Regions from separate parts of the Xenopus laevis genome. Here region 2 is linked to region 1. The links are chromatin contacts, called in public Hi-C maps. All regions are on one chromosome and are shown on one strand. Each heading gives the region's core, a stretch centred on a gene start, on an enhancer-like site or on the middle of the called end of the contact. The rest is flanking DNA. Distances are from core to core; before and after follow the strand shown. Region 1 holds the start of apobec4.S (putative C->U-editing enzyme APOBEC-4). Region 2 overlaps tsen15.S (tRNA-splicing endonuclease subunit Sen15).

What was found. A called contact is a pair of places that touch in the nucleus more often than the background predicts.
Region 2: a contact with region 1 is called in a Hi-C map of the XL177 cell line, with 2.6 times the contacts expected there. The contact joins the enhancer-like site here to the promoter of apobec4.S in region 1. A contact is called at or near these places in 3 of 4 Hi-C or Micro-C datasets (the XL177 cell line, the XTC cell line and animal cap).

Annotation. Positions count from the first base shown.
Region 1 is chr4S:98,878,919-98,882,212 of Xenopus_laevis_v10.1, forward strand. It overlaps apobec4.S (putative C->U-editing enzyme APOBEC-4), which reads right to left and starts at 1,672. Exons shown (of 2, transcript XM_041561619.1): 1 at 992-1,672.
Region 2 is chr4S:98,947,215-98,950,508 of Xenopus_laevis_v10.1, forward strand. The region is part of intron 2 of tsen15.S (tRNA-splicing endonuclease subunit Sen15); the gene reads left to right. Among protein-coding and RNA genes, the nearest start is that of tsen15.S, 6.8 kb to the left of the region's middle. Within about 2 kb of position 1,502, at least 1 of the 7 cell types and tissues checked has an H3K27ac peak or open chromatin away from gene starts, as enhancers often do.

The DNA.
Region 1 (3,294 bases), core at 422-2,921:
ATTGCTAGGAAACTGAAGTTACCTGTGGCCTTGCTATGTTATAATGTCAAAGTATTAGCCATTTACTATACAGGTACGGGATCTGTTATCTGGAAACCTGTTATCTGGAAGGTTCAGAATTACGGAAAACCTGTTTCCCATAGACTCCATTTTATCCAAATAATTCTGATTTTTAAAAATGATTTCATTTTTCTCTGTAATAATAAAACAGTACCTTGTACTTGATCTGATCCAAACTAATATTTAATTAATCCTTAATGGAGGCAAAAAAACAGCTGATTGGCCTTATTTGATGTTTAAATGATTTTCTAGTAAACTTAAGGTTTGGAAAGATCTGTTATCCGGAAATCCCCAGGCCCCAAACATTCTGGATTGGTCCCATACCTATATATAAATATATATATTTATACCTATTTTTAAATATGTAAAAAAAATAAAAGTTTTAACCTTAAACGTACCCAGTGTGCATCTATGATTTTTTGGATTTGTTTAGATTTATATATATATATATATATATATATATATATATATATATATATATATATATATATATATATATATATATTTTTTTTTTTTAATCTAAACAAGAGCCTATGTTCTATGGAAGTTGTTTGATATGCACTTCTGCTAAAATACATTAATAGATATAATTTTCTAATTATTATCAATTATTTGTACCCATGAAACATTCCGATTACATACAAACACTGCCTGAAACAGGAAGGTCACGGTCATTAGAGCTTACACTAACATTGTCTCCAGGTACCAATGCCCTACCCTCTTTATTAAATATTCCTATTTTATAACCCACAGTGAAATGTAATAATGGACTGAGCTAAGGATATAAGGAGGCAAGAATTGCAGGAAATCAAAGAAATTTCATTGGTTGGATCTAACTATGTAACTGAAACGATTGTTAATCCCAATTTCACAGTAACTTGTGTGGTTTGTTAAGAATGTTTTGCAATTAAAAAGTACAAAAAACACTTACCATGCTTGACGGAGAAAGCGCTTGGAAATGGTTAGTTCCTAGGGTTTGATATGAGGAAAGGATCTCACAGGGCATGACTATACTGTATTTACAATACAAAGCAATATCAAATGGTTGCTAAGTCGTTTGTACATACAAGCCTAAGGTGAGGCGTGGCCCAATTGTCTTGCGAGTCACATTTCTTATTTCCACATTACGCCGTAGCTATAAACTAATGATGTGCCAAATGGAGTTGTAATCTTACAGGCAAATAACATTTGCAAACATTACACAATGCACCTAGTTTGACTTTCTCAGCAGCAACATTTCTGTAGCACTGCTCCCTTTTCCCTCTATTCACTGCTGGAGGGATTTCCACTGGAATGCGCATCCCCAGGCCAGCACAGGCGAGCAGACATTCATTTATTAGGCTTTGAAGTGTTCTTTACCTTTTAGCTTCTGCCCCATAATTATCACACTGGATTAGCAGTGAAGGAGAGGCTTTAGGGATAGTAAATTCAATTATTATAAAGCAATGGCTCTTTTGTGATTCAGGTCCCAGTAATAATTATAGACACATAACTCATGTGATTGTGTAATTTATTATGTAAAAAAAGTTCAGATCCTTGCCCTAGTGAAATGCATTGTCCAAATTCTTTCTTTCTTTCTTTCTTTCTTTCTTTCTTTCTTTCTTTCTTTCTTTCTTTCTTTCTTCCCTCCTCCTTTTTAAGGGCTTTTGAAGGGGTTGTTCATCTATAATTAACTTTAAGTATGATTTAGTGAGTTATATTCTGAGACTCTTTACAATTGGTCTTTGATTTTTTTTGTGTGTTTATTTTAATTATTTAGCTTTTTGTTCAAAAGCTCTCCAGTTTGCAATTGCAATTGGCCTAGGTTTTAGGAGTAGCCATTTCATCTTAGAGGTAAGAGATGATGTTATAATCCATTTCATTTTATCTTATTTATGCTGAATAGTGATGGGCGAATTTGGGGCGTTTCACCGAAAAATTAGGCGAAAAATTATCGAAACGGTGCTAGCGTCTCGTTTTTTATCGAAACGGACGCTGGTGCAAATTTGCTGGCGAAAATGCGCCGGCCTCCAGAAAAAACTATTTTTTTAGCGGAGGTTTCCCGAATTTATTCACCGGCGGCGAATCTTGGGAATTCGCGCCCGGCGAATAAATTCGCCCATCACTAATGCTGAACTGAAATGATAGAATTTCGGATTGAGTTTGTTGGCCAAGAGTGCAAGTCAATGACAATGCAGGGCATTTCATCAAAATTAAGCTACATGAAGCATCTTCTTGTGACTCCTACAGACTGGGCTCTGCCAATTTAGAAGTTTTCCTGCAGCAGGTCAGGGTTGGACATCCTCTGGCCCAAAAAATGCACTCTGTTTCTTGCTTCAGTGTATCCTCAGCCTATTATTGCATTTCCACTGTGGGTTATGAAGCATGACAGCATTGTCATCTATTCTAGAGAATAAAAAATGATACACTGTAGTCTCTAAAGAGCAGGGCCTTCCTATATTGGGCAGTATTTGTAAGTAAACTATAACTCTTAGCAGCTTGTGACAACCTTCCGTTAGTTTGATTCCAAATTAACTTTTAATTAAACTGTTATTAAACATTAAACTGTGAATTTCATTTGCAAATAGGCCACTACTAATAAATGGAGATTCAGGAATAGGTGCAAAATTGCTCCAGTGTAGTTACCCATAGCAGCAAGACCTTCACTTTTAACTTGTAGTAGATTTCTTTTTGATTACGGTTGGTAACTGCACTGGTGAATTTTAACAACATGTTAGTACACAAGCCAACAAAATCTACCAGAATGTACTGAACCTGTATTAAATGTATATGTACAGTTTATCAGGCTTATTATATTGATGCAACATTTTCTCTGCATATCTGCACTTTTTCCTATAATTCAATCATAATTGTAGCCACAAGGTGGAGCTGTGTCAGCATGATTTTCATTGTCGGGAAGTTGCCATTTCCGGTGTTTGGCATCAAAACCACATTTGTGCTTTATTCTTTAGGTGCAAGTTCATTGCATCTATCGACACAGGTGGCCTTGGGCACCCTGGAGGTACCATCCCCTTTAAGATGGCTGTAGCTCCAAGTTTCACCTGTGTCAATAGGTGCACATAATAATTTATCAAATGTGCACGGCATACCTCCCAACATTTTGGAAGTAAAAAGAGGGACAAAAATTTTTTTCCCGCACGTAGCGCAGCAATTTTTTGACCACACCCCTTTCTGTGGCCACACCCCTAATTACCATGTTTGTTTTACAAAATTTGGCAGGTTATGAAAGTTTGA
Region 2 (3,294 bases), core at 252-2,751, 68 kb after region 1:
GCCAAAATCGTTCATGTAGTCCTAGCCTATGAGGGATATAAATGAGCTGGAGAGAGTGCAGAGACATGCAACTAAATTGGTTAGAGGGATGGAAGACTTATATTATGAGGGTAGACTGTCAAGGTTGGGGTTGTTTTCTCTGAAAAAAAAAAGGTGCTTGCGAGGGGACATGATTACACTTTACAAGTACATTAGAGGACATTATAGACAAATAGCAGGGGACCTTTTTACCCATAAAGTGGATCACCGTACCAGAGGCCACCCCTTAAGACTTGAAGAAAAGAACTTTCATTTGAAGCAACGTAGGTGGTTCTTCACACTCGGGACAGTGAGGTTGTGGAATGCACTGCCGGGTGATGTTGTGATGGCTAATTCAGTTAATGCCTTTAAGAATGGCTTGGATGATTTTTTGGACATACATGATATCAAAGGTTATTGTGATACTCTATAGTTATTATAGATATTCGCATATATAATTTATGTGAAAGTATGGAGGGGTGTGTGTATGGATGCTGGGTTTCCATTTGGAGGGGTTGAACTTGATGGACTTTGACTTTTTTCAACCTGATTTAACTATATAGAAGTTGCATTAACTATATAATGGCTCTGTCAGGAGTGTATTTAGTAGAGTGGATACATAAGGGCCTGTAGTTTTGCTATTCATATCGACCAATGGCCGCGGGTCCAAGGATAAAGTGCATTTATCAGGCTCCCTTTGCTTTGAGCCATCCGAGTTTGGGAATTACTGGGTTGTCCATGTACATTAGAAATAGAAAAACTCTGGCACTCAAGGCAAGTGAAATGCAGGGTTCCCCCTTGCATGTCTTCACAAGAAATAAAAAGCAAGGGGAAACCCTGCATTTCACTTGCCTTGAGTGCCAGAGTTTTTCTATTTCTACTATATATTGGGGGTTGCCGTACTCTCTACCCTGTGCACCAGGCGTTCTCTGTGAAGATACCAGAGTGTGCTCTGCTTCACCTTGTTCTTGTCCATGTACATGCCACACAGACCAGTAAAGGTCATGGGAACACCTGATAGTCAGTCTTGATAAAGTCCTTGGGATCTGATTCTATCCCACTACTGTCTGAACTACTGACCAAGGAGTCATAACACAGGTGCTTCTTCCTGCTTCCTTTATGATCTGTATCTCACACCAGAAGTAGCATGCAGTTATAGTTTAATAAGTTGCTACTACCAGAAGTGACCGACTCTTGCTTTTTAGCAAGAATACAAACACCAAGAGCATGGCCAGCCCAGTTTTATATATTCAGTTCTACTATAGTTCAAACTACACTCACAGATTGTCCAGTTGCAAGATAATGAAACCCTTCACATGGTTTGCTCTGTTTGTTAAAATTCCTTTAATATTTTCTTTTTTGTTTAATGAACATATGCAGAGCAGTATAGTGACTGAGAGTGTGGAAGTAGTGAGGCCAGATCTCAGAGACAGTTGCTAGGTGGGGCAGGCTCAAATTCTAAAGAAGGGAAGGGTATGTGAGGGCCTAGGGGAACTGTAGTTGCAGCTGTTGGGAGGGGTAATAGTACAGGCAAGGGAAAGACTGCTCTGTATGGGGGAATAAAAAGGCAAGAATGCTTATTGTGTAGATGTGGAGAAGAAGAGGTTAAGACTGGTGAATTTCCTCTTACTCTGTAGTGAAACACATACGTGGGAAACAATAATAACATGCCTGGTTAGTTTCTATTGAATTTCTGAATCATTGTCTTTTGTACCAGCAGTGCTGTGTAATAGAATTTTTATTTTGCATCTGAAATTTACGTGTGTGCTCCAAACAGCAGAACAATTAGAACAAATCACTAGTATTCCATTAGGTGTGGTATCAACAAAATGGCACTTGTAACAAGTTTTGAGCTAGTGGTTCTTGCTATTCTTCGTGTTGACAACTGTCACATCCGTGCAATTACATACCAAAATGAACCTACCATTGGCAGCTAACTGTGACATCTCACGCTCACTTGCATGTGAGGGGGTTATGCTGTTCCAGGTGCAGTGTGCACGCACATCTCATCTTGTTGACAAACAAACTGATTCCTGCAATTAATATGCAATGCAACTAGGTGCACATTTCAGCTGAGAACTGCTCCAGGAAGGGCTCAATATCAAATTGTATGCAACCAGCGCTGCAAAATATGTTGCCGCTCTATAAATACATGTTAATAATAATAACCAATTGCAGGTTAGCAAAGTGTGCATTTAGAAAGGTTCCTACAGAATGACTGAAGATAAGAGAGTTGCTTTTGATGTCAGTGTACCCTGTAAGAACCTGTAATTCTACTACTGAAGAATAATAGTTCATGTTGCATTCATTTCAGAGCCTCCCTCAAAAAAATCCAATATTCCTAAAATACATCAATGTACTGTGGAGACACAGTTTTATACTTATATAGCCTATACAGAGTAATATTTACTGCTTTTAACAATGACCCCACAGGATCCAGTCCCTGGCACATATAAGTAATTGAGACAGTTTATCCTTTCTTTTGATATATTGGAATGACCTGCTGTCATTTTCTCTCTTTTTGATTTTAAATTTCTTTTTAAGAAACATATAAAAGAATAAACAAATGCTTCAGTTACATATTATGATACAGTAGTAGTGAATGTATTAAACAAGAAAATGAAATATGGGGGAGTAGGGATGAAATATAAACTTGAAGAAAACAAATAAATGAGTAAACAAACAGACAAATAGGTCACCGGGTTTGACATGGTTTGACTTCCTTAATGGAATGGTATAAAGCCACATATATGTGATCACTCTGTGTGCAATTTTATAATGTGTTATTGCATAAACACATATTGAATTTGTACAATTGCTAGTCACAGTGTATCAATGAAAGGGAGATGTCTTTCTGCTGTTAATCCCTAACCATTCCTTAACATTCCTAATATCATGCTGCCACTCCAACTTTGTACACAGAAGCCTTGATGTGTCTACATTTACCCATTTGTATGCTTTTGCTTATTTCCTTTGCAGGTAAAGCCTTAGGTAAATAAATCCAGTTTACAACTATAAAACCATATAAACAGAGCATTAAAAAGTTAGAGGTTTCCATGGGTTGAACACCTTGATTTCTAAATGTTTGTTCCAGGAGTTGCAAATGGTCATTTAAAATTAGGGATGCACCGAATCCAGGATTCAGTACGGGATTCGGCCTTTTTCAGCAGGATTCGGCCTAATCCTTCTGCTTGGCCAAACCGAATCCTAATTTGCATATGCAAATTAGGGGTGGTGAGGGAAATCGTGTGACTTTTTGTCACAAAACAAGGAAGT